Linked DNA regions of Oryctolagus cuniculus: region 1 is linked to region 2. The links are chromatin contacts, called in public Hi-C maps. All regions are on one chromosome and are shown on one strand. Each heading gives the region's core, a stretch centred on a gene start, on an enhancer-like site or on the middle of the called end of the contact. The rest is flanking DNA. Distances are from core to core; before and after follow the strand shown.

Region 1 (5,138 bases), core at 2,628-5,127, 100 kb before region 2:
GTTTTAAAAGCATTATCTGCATGGTAGATGTTGAGGAATTTTTCTGAAGAGTAAACTTCTGTTCACTTGAAACTATTAATAACCAAAAATAATCTCTGAGGCAAAGGGAATTCCCCAGAAGGCTGCTGAACAAAACAAAAACATTGTCAAAGGAAATGTAGCATATGCTAGTGTGTGGAAATGAGTCATACAGTCGTAGACTTTAATCATTAGAAGGGTTGGGTTTAATATACTCAGTACTGAATGCCATGCATGAACCAGGCATCATGTTGGTCACAGGAGATGAACAAAGGAGACATGCCCCCACTTTTGTTGAGTATACATACAAGGGGGACATAGACAGTGGAAATACGTACATACATGCCCACATGCATTCATGCACACACACATGCATGCACACACACAGCACAAGGCTAGAAACAATGAGGGGCTGGCACTGTGACATAGCAGGTTAAGCTGCCTCCTACAGCACCAGCATCTCATTTGGGCACCAGTTTGATTCCTGGCTGCACCACTTACAATCCAGCTCCCTGCTAATCGACTTGGGAAGGCAGTGGATGACGGCCCAAATTCTTGGGCCCCTGAATCCACCTGGGAAAATTGGGAGAAGCTCCTGGCTCCTGAGTTCTGCCTGGCCCAGCCCCGGCCATTGTGTTCATTTGGGGAGTGAGCCAGAAGAAGGAAGCTCTCACTGTCTCTGTCTCTCCTTCTCCTGTAAATGTGCTTTCAAACAAATAAAATAAATCTTAAAAAAAGAAAAGAAATGAGAGGTGCTAGGAAGGAGAAGTAAATGGATACAGAACAACAGAAGAGACAAATTTAGATTAGATTAGGGTCAGAAGAGAATTCCCTGATGAAGCAACATTTATCTCCATCCTATAAAATTCATAGGAGGGAGTCAGTCAGATGGAGCAGGAGAATGAGGGATCCAAAAGAAAAAATGCATGTGCTAATGTCGAAAGGCAGAAAGGATCGCAGTGGATTCAAAGATTATTTTAATAAGTGAATAGTAGATGGCCAGTGCCACGGCTCACTTGGCTAATCCTCCACCTGTGGCGCCGGCACCCTGGGTTCTAGTCCCAGTCAGGGCACCGGATTCTGTCCCGGTTTCTCCTCTTCCAATCCAGCTCTCTGCTGTGGCCCAGGATGGCAGTGGAGGGTGGTCCAAGTGCTTGGGCCCTGCCCCTGCATGGGAGACCAGGAGGAAGCACCTGGCTCCCGGCTTCAGATCGACGCAGCGCACCAGCTGTAGTGGCCATTTGGGAGGTAAACCAACGGAAAAGAAAGACCTTTCCCTCTGTCTCCCTCACTGTCTAACTCTGCCTGTCCAAAAAAAAAAAAAAAAAGTGAATGGTAGGAATATAATGAGTATGGCCAACAGTAGTCTAAAATAAAGCTGGAGAAGTGAACAGAGACTAGATTATGGGACTCCTAAAGGCCATATGCAAATGTTTGTACTTTATGTTAAGTGCACTGAGGACATTAGTAACCATCTGGTCACTACATTGAAGCCAAATTCAAAACGAACAAGGTATCAACAACTTCCTGACCATGAGCTAGTCATGTCACCTCTTCTTGAACCCACAACTCCCAGGAAATTTACTAAACAGTTTTGATACCAGATATCAAGTTCATTAACGGTATGCAAATGTAACGTGCATGATTTACCTTGATCTTTTGGAACAGGTTTGTGAGAGGAATCCAGGGCTCATCAGTGGAACTGAATGGCAAATGAGAGCCAAAGTTGTGATGCTTAAATGGGGATGGGTGGGACTGGCATTGGCAAAGTGCCAGTGAGCGCCTGAGCCCAGACACAATTGCAGCAAGGGCCAGGTTTAAGACATGGAGAGGAGTGAGGAAGTAGAGATGCTTTTAACAGTCATTTAGTATGTGCCAGACACTAGGTACTACGTCAGTTGTCTCAAGTTTTCATGTCACATTCACAACCACTTTATGAACTACAGTCACCTCCATTTTATGAAGAAAGGGAAGCCAGAGAGATTATTTCATTGATGACACAACTAGAAAGGAGCACTCCACTGCCAGGATTTGAGAAAAATCTACCCTCTTTCCACTAATCAAAATGCTACCTGGAGTTTGCTTTGTGCCACAGCTGGTTAAGCCACTGCTTGGGACGCCCTCATCCATATCAGCGTGCCTGCTTTCAGTCTCAGCTACTCCACTTCCCATACAACTTCCTGCTAACAAGTCTAGGAGGTAGCATATGATGGCTCAAGTGTGCAGGCCCCTGCCATCCATGTGGAAGACTTGGATGGAGTTACTGGCTCCTGTCTTCAGTCGGCCCAGCACTAACTGTTGCAGTCATCTGAGAAGTGAACCAGCAGGTGGAAGATCTTTCTGTGTTTCTCTCCTTCTTTTTGTCTTTCCATTTCTCTGTCACTCTGCTTTTCAAGTAAATAAATCTTTTTTAAAAGAAAAAATGCTAATTTTTTGGCCCAATAAAATTCAGGGCCAAATGGAATAAAGTAGTCAAAAATTCCCTTTCTCCTAGGTCTTTGTTTTACCTTTACACCCCCTCAAAAAGTCTGCACAAAACAGACTATCAACATCTGTTAGTTAGTAGACAAATTGACCAGATTGTAGCCCATCTGCAGTCATTAAAAAGAGATCTGTTTGTGTCAATAAACAATGAGCTTGTGAGACAATTAAGCCAGGGAATTTCATCTGACAACAGACAAAGGTGGAGGTGAGTTTTGACTGCGGAATCTGGCAAGGGCCTGTTCATCAACCAGGACCATAGCAGTTTTGCCTTCAGGGTTAAGGCAAGTCCTGGCTTCCACTGGGAAGGTGTTGAGAAAAATGTTATGAACTTTTAGTTTGCCTTTGAAGAACACAGCCCACAAACCACCACTAGGTGTCCTCAAAGGAAAAACAATCGAGGGAGGAAAAGTGCTTGAGCACTGTTAGGAGCTCAATGGACTGACTTGTCCAGGTTCTTTAACTGCTGGACTAGAAGGGATAGATTGGAATTTGGTTGTTAAACAGGAACATGTGGCCTCTAAGGGAAACAGAGTCCTGCAGAGGAGAAGGCATTTAGTAACAGCTCACTTTTATTCATAATGGGGATTTGTATCGTTCTGCTCCAAGAAGGCACACCAGGTAGACTTCGAACAGACAATGTCCTCATTAAACTTGCCAGTGCCATGGAGAGTGCTGGGGAGTAGAAAACACCTGTGCCGGCCTAGTAATGGCTCCAAGCTCCTTAAAAACTTCAAATTTATGGGTACTGTGCTCTGGCTGATTTTTGACATCGCCTTTTAAAAATTAAATTAGGTGAATTTCAGCAATTACTCTTCCCTGAAAGAGCTTCTGCAATATGTTTGGTTTCCTTCAGCTATGTCATTTGCAAATGGAGAGGCACAATTTCACCAACTGTGGCCCTGATTAGTCTTTCCAAAAGACTCGTTTTCCACCACTGGGCTCTGCAAGTTCAACCCCCCATTCCTCTTCACCCCTAAACTTCCCTCTAGCCCTCTCTTCCTCTCCAGTTCTTTTCCTGCCTCCACCTCTTCTGTCTCTCCTCTGCCATCTTCCCCTTCCTTTAACCATGTCATAGTCCTCCATTTTCACACAAGAGAAAAATCAATTTCCTTGTTATGGTCTCTCCTGTAGTCAACTGAAATAAGAAGTATTTACCCTGATTTTGAGAGTCAGGAAAAGGAACGAGGGCCAAGAACAAAGGAGGGGGAGGAGGGGAGGAAAAGATTCGAAAACAGGTGACATTCTCTGCACCTGTCCAAAACTTAAGAAGGAATATAGGGTTGTGAGGTGGAGGCGAGGCATGAAACCGTACAGCCCTGCTGCCCTTCATCTTCTGGGCCTCAAACACTGGACTCCCATATCATGTGTTAGGAATTTCTAATCTCACCACAGCCTGATGACTCACACCCACTGACTGGCTCTTTAGGCTTCTTCAAAACACCTGGGAAGATAAACCTCAACCAAGAAAGCAATCCCTCTGTCCAGGGTAGCCTTTCAAGGTAGGTAGGGGAATTTTCAGCATTCATTTCCATTTTGGCCCCCAGAGACCTACAGGTCTTAATCTTAATTTCAGACATAGTTGTGTCTGAAAGCCAGAGACGATTTCCAAATCAAGGGATAAACTGGCATGGACCGAGACTTGCTTTTGCCTGGGGAGGGAGACAGAAATGAGTCATAAATGACCTTATTTGGGGCTACAAAGAACTGAGGTTACTTGGGAGGACACTCTGTCTGCCAAAGCCGGTTCCCCGAGCTCCTCAAACCATCCCTCCTCTTTTTTTCATATGAAATATTCTTTTATTTATTTTTGTTGGGTTTTAACAGATTATTTTATTTTTTTAACTTTTATTTAATGAATATAGATTTCCAAAGTACAGCTTATGGATTACAATGGCTTCCCCCCCCATAACTTCCCTCCCACACGCAACCCTCCCCTTTCCCGCTCCCTCCCCCCTTCCATTCACATCAAGATTCATTTTCAATTCTCTTTATATACAGAAGATCAGTTTAGCATATATTAAGTAAAGATTTCAACAGTTTGCACCCACATAGAACACAAAGTGAAAAATACTGTTTGAGTACTAGTTATAGCATTAAATCACAAGGTACAGCACATTAAGGACAGAGATCCTATATGAGGAGTAAGTGCACAGTGACTCCTGTTGTTGACTTAACAAATTGACAATCTTGTTTATGGCAACAGTAATCACCCTAGGCTCTAATCATGAGTTGTCAAAGTGGAAGTTCTCTCCTCCCTTCAGAGAAAGGTACCTCCTTCTTTGATGACCTGTTCTTTCCACTGAGATCTCACTCATGGAGATCTTTCATTTAGGTGGTTTTTGTTTTGTTTTGTTTTGTTTTTCCGGAGTGTCTTGGCTTTCCATGCCTGAAATACTCTCATGGGCTTTTCAGCCAGATCCGCATGCCTTAAGGGCTGATTCTGAGACCAGAGTGCTGTTTAGGACATCTGCCATTCTATGAGTCTGCTGTGTATCTCGCTTCCCATGTTGGATCGTTCGCTCCCTTTTTTATTCTATCAGTTAGTATTTGCAGACACTAGTCTTGTTTATGTGATCCCTTTGGTTCTCAGTCCTATCATTATGACCAATTGTGAACAGAAATTGATCACTGGGACT
Region 2 (5,042 bases), core at 1,089-3,588:
CAGCTCAATAGGCTAATCCTCCGCCTGCGGCACCAGCACATCGGGTTCTAGTCCCAGTCAGAGCGCCGGATTCTGTCCCGGTCGCCCCTCTTCCAGGCCAGCTCTCTGCTGTTCGGTAGCGCAGTGGAGGATGGCCCAAGTGCTTGGGCCCTACACCCATGGGAGACCAGGAGAAACACCTGGCTCCTGCCTTTGGATCAGCGCAATGTGCCGGCCACAGCGTGCCAGCCACGGTGGCCATTGGAGGGCGAACCAACCAATGGCAAAGGAAGACCTTTCTCTCTGTCTCTCTCTCTCTCTCACTGTCCACTCTGCCTGTCAAAAAAAAAAAAAAAAAAAAAAAAAAAACTATTTAGCCTGGGTGCAGAGATTTTTAATGTCTTTCAGGAAACATAATACTGTTGGAGTAGAGGTGGCAGATCCCACTTGTCACTACACATATTCCTCCTTGTTCTATCAGTATATATTCCAAGGCTTGTCAGTTGTGTTCAAGTATTAACTTTTTAGTGATTTATTTTAGCCCTGACCTCATTCCCTTTGGTTCTGAGCCTATGGACTTGAATTCATTTATCAAGAAGACAGGGCTCTCATTTTCTCATGTTGAATGTTTATTTAAAAATAATTCAGGTAAATTGCAAATGAAATAATCTGTGAAGAAAATATAAGATGAATTTGCTGTAACAGTTGGGGAACATTTTAAAATTCCTTTTGGGGTAGGCATTTGGCATACCAGTTAAAGCACCACTTGAGATGTGCACAACCCACATCAGAGCTCCTGGGTTCAAGTCTCTGCTCAACACCCAGTTCTAGGTTGCTACTAATGCAGACACTAGGAGGCAGCAGATAATGGCTCAAGTAAGTTGGTTCCTGCCATCTGCTTTGGAGACCTGGATTCAGTTTCTGCCTTCTAGCTTCAACCTGGCCTAGCCCTGGTTGTCTCAGCCTTTGGGCCTTTCCTCCCTCTCCCTCACCCTCTCCCTCCTTTCCCTTCCTCTCCCTCTCCCTCTCCCTTCCCTTTTCTCCTCTCCCTCTCCCTCCTCTACCTCCACTCCTTCTCCTTCCTATCCTTCACCTTCCTCTCCCTCCTCTCCCTCTCCCTCTCCCTCCACTACTTCTCCCATCTCTCTTCCTCCCCACCCCTCCCTCTCCCTTCTCCGCCCCTCCTTCTCCCTCCTGTCCTCTCCTTCTCCCTTTGCCTCCTCTCCCTCTCCTTCTTTTTTCCTCTGCCTCTCAAATAAATAAAAATTAAAAGTCTAATATACTGAAAATATCACAGGGATTATTTGAGCAGCATAAGGATACTTCAAAAGGTTTATGGAAGATGTTTATCATGAGAAAAATATGTATGGATTTTTCATTTTCACACCAAAATAAACATTTCTTTTAATTTTGTTTTTCCATGAACTCTTTGAATTACCCTCATACAGTGAAGAGTTATTGTTTTACCTTATCCATTCCACCTCCTTCTGTAAACTGCACTCCCCTTTTGAGAATGTCCTTTCCAAATCAACAACTGGATTTAAAAAAAATTCATGTGTTCATATAGCTCCACCACTCCTAGACAACACTACGTTCATCCAAAAATGGCCTATATCTTCAGTATAAGATAGTCAGGTTCTCCCCTGGCAATTTATTTATTTATTTATTTATTTTTGACAGGCAGAGTGGACAGTGAAAGAGACAGAGAGACAGAGAGAAAGGTCTTCGTTTTGCCGTTGGTTCACCCTCCAATGGCCGCCGGGGCCGGCGCATTGCGCTGATCCGAAGGCAGGAGCCAGGTGCTTCTCCTGGTCTCCCATGGGGTGCAGGGCCCACGCACTTGGGCCATCCTCCACTGCACTCCCGGGCCATAGCAGAGAGCTGGCCTGGAAGAGGGGCAACCGGGCAACCGGGACAGAATCCGGCGCCCCGACCGGGACTAGAACCCGGTGTGCCGGCACCACAAGGCGGAGGATTAGCCTAGTGAGCTGCGGCGCTGGCTATTTATTTTTTACAAGAGAATATAAATTAATCCTTCACCAGTGGTAGATGTAGTCGGGAAGTGCTGACAGCAGCATACCTTGCCATGTGAAAGGAGCTAATTTACAACGAAAAAGAAGGGCAAAAATGCAGAAAGAAAGTAGGACAGGACTTGGAGGAGATCCCCCAGGAGGGAGTGACCCCCTTCAGATGGTTCAGGTGTTCTGGAATCCAGCTAAAGCCCTGTCCTTCCCATGGTTTGGTTGTTTCTTCCTGGTATTCCAGGAACCAGCATTTTCTCCTTCCTACCTAAGCTATTACAAGAATTCAGCCACTTGCAACCAACAAAGATGTGACTCATATGGCAGAGAGATTTTGGTTTTATTTGCCTTGAAAATACTTATCATGTGGTGGGAAAAACTTCCAGCCAAGAATCTCTAGGACACTGGTGATTCATCCAGGCTTCCATTTTTATTTTTTTTATTTTTATTCCTTTCATGTCAAAACCCAGACTTTTACACCAACTGTCTAACTCATGGGGTTGCCAATACACCAAACACTCCTTCTCAAGGGTTTTATACATCCAAATTTTAATTGTATTAATGCTATCTTGATTGGAACAATCTATAATTTGTCAGTGTTGCACCATAAACATCTACTGGGCACTTGTCTCACTTATCTAGAGCTATGTTTGACTGTTTTTAATTGTCATTGAAAATAAATGAGTTCATAAGTGTTGACAATGCTAAAAAGAACTGGCAATCTAAAAGAGAAAGAAAGGGAGGGAGTTAGAGACAGAGAGAAAGGGAGAGACAGAGAGAATTCCATTTCACTGGAAGCCTATTTTTCTTGTCATTTCTGAAAGGGGAAAGTGCTATAACAGCTGTAAGGCAAATATATATATATATATATATATATATATATATATATATATAGGCACCGGTGCTGTGGCGTAGTGGGCTAAAGCCTCTGCCTGCAGCGCCAGTGTCCCATATGGGTGCCTGTTTGAGTCCCGGCAGCTCCTCTTCCAATCCAGCTCTCTGCTATGGCCTGAAAAAGCAGTAGAAGATGGCCCAAGTGTTTGGGCCCCTGCACCTGTGTGGGAGACCCAGAAGAAGCTCCTGCTCCTGGCTTCGGATCGGCCCAGCTCCAGCCATTGCAGCCATTTGGGGAGTGAACCAGCAGATGGAAGACCTTTCTCTCTGTCTCTCCATCTCACTGTCTATAACTCTACCTCTCAAATAAATAAATAAGTAAATTGTTTAAAAAGTAAATATATATAATTAAAAATCTATACTTTTCAAATTTTGACATCTGATCACTTTTAGGAAAAAAAGATAATCCTGCCAAGTATGAACTCATTTTCTTGTGATCAGTTAACATTTAACAAATAAAAGCATAATATACACTCTGGGTGACAAAAAATAAAAGGCATTAATCAGACTGATCTTTGCTGAATTGCCACTCTTTTAAGCAAATTGGTTTACATTCTCCAAAACCCCTTCTTTAAAATGAATATTGTGGGGACGGCAATTTGCTTAGAGGTTAAGACATCAGTTAGAACACCCACATCTTGTATCAGAGGGCCTGGGTTCAAGTTCAGGCTCTGCTCCCAGTTCCAGCTTCCTGCTGATTCAGTGGCTCAAGTGACTGGATCCCTACTGCCCATGTGGGAGAAGCAAGTTTGATTTCTAGCTCAGCCTGGCCCTTCCCTGGCTAGTGCATGTATTCATAGTGCTCTCCCTAGCTCTCTCTCTCTCTCTCTCTCTCTCTATATATATATATATGTATGTATATATATATACACACATATATATTGGAAAAAATACATAAAATTTTTATAGATAATTTTGCTATTGAGTATTGTGGTTAAGAATACAAACTCTAGGACTGCTGGGTTCAAATTATGGCTTTAATTCATTAAGCAAATTGCTTTATGATCAGACCTCAGTTTTCCAGTTTATCTTAAAATAGGCAGCAGACAGAGATATATACATATGTATACAGAGATATGTTCATATATCAGGTATGTGCAAGAATCATAATAGCAAAAAGTGAAGTAAAATGGAAATAGCCCAAATATCCACCAATAGAGAATAAATTGTAGCAAAATCACCTAATAAAATATTATTTAGTAATAGTAACAAATAAACTATAGCTACACACATTAACATTGATGAATCTCAAAATATTGATAAATTATCTTAGAATTCTCATTATAGAATCCCATTTATATCAAATTTTAAGAAACAAATCCAGTGCTGGGCATTTGGTTCAGCAAAGATGCCACTTGAGATACCTGCATGCCATATCCAAGTGCCTGGGTTCAAGGCCCCACTCTGCTTCTTATCCACTTTCTTGCTAATTTGTATACTAGGAGGTACCAGATGATGGCTCAAGTACGTGGGTCCCTGCAACCATGTGGGAGACCTGAATTGAGTTCTCAGGTCCTGTATTAGGCCTGGCCTAACCACAACTGTTGCAGGAATTTGGGGAGTGAACCAGGTTATGAGAGACACCTCTCTCTCTCTCTCTCTCTCTCTCTCTCTCTCTTTCTCTCTCCCTCTCTCTCTCTGTAATAAATATTTCCTTAAAAAGACAAGTACAACTACTATGTTATCTAGGGATACATCTATAAATGGCAAAACTAAAGAAAACAAGACAATGGTTTAAACAAACTTTAGGATAGTGATTATTTCTAGGAGGAGGAGGGGAGTGAGATTGTGGAAGGCACACAAAGGCAAACAAGGACTGACAAAATTGTATTTCTTAAACTTAAAGGGACATATAGAGTGTTTGCTTTCTGAATTCTCTATAAACTATACTTGGATATTTTATGCACTTAAATCCAATCATTTCTAAACAAAAATAATGGTTATAACTAAATAAAGCATTTTGAGAAAATTGAGATCTTACATGTTTAGCAGCTGTGTCTAGCACATCAGAATACTCCAAAAAGTTTGTGGAAAATGCAATTAAATGATTTTATTTTGACACAAAAATTTTGAAATCCATGCAGTTTGCTCATAACATGCATTTAACATGAACTTTTCAAAAACTCCATGCATGGATTTCAGGTTTTT

The links. A called contact is a pair of places that touch in the nucleus more often than the background predicts.
Region 1: a Hi-C map of liver shows a contact between it and region 2, with 7 times the contacts expected there. The contact joins two enhancer-like sites. A contact is called at or near these places in 3 of 6 Hi-C or Micro-C datasets (liver, skin fibroblasts and an unstated tissue).

The regions. Positions count from the first base shown.
Region 1 is chr1:185,285,365-185,290,502 of mOryCun1.1, reverse strand. It overlaps the pseudogene LOC100339615. Among named protein-coding and RNA genes, the nearest start is that of DMRTA1, 190 kb to the left of the region's middle. Within about 2 kb of position 3,877, at least 1 of the 8 cell types and tissues checked has an H3K27ac peak or open chromatin away from gene starts, as enhancers often do.
Region 2 is chr1:185,181,472-185,186,513 of mOryCun1.1, reverse strand. No RefSeq gene overlaps it. Among named protein-coding and RNA genes, the nearest start is that of CDKN2B, 110 kb to the right of the region's middle. Within about 2 kb of position 2,338, at least 1 of the 8 cell types and tissues checked has an H3K27ac peak or open chromatin away from gene starts, as enhancers often do.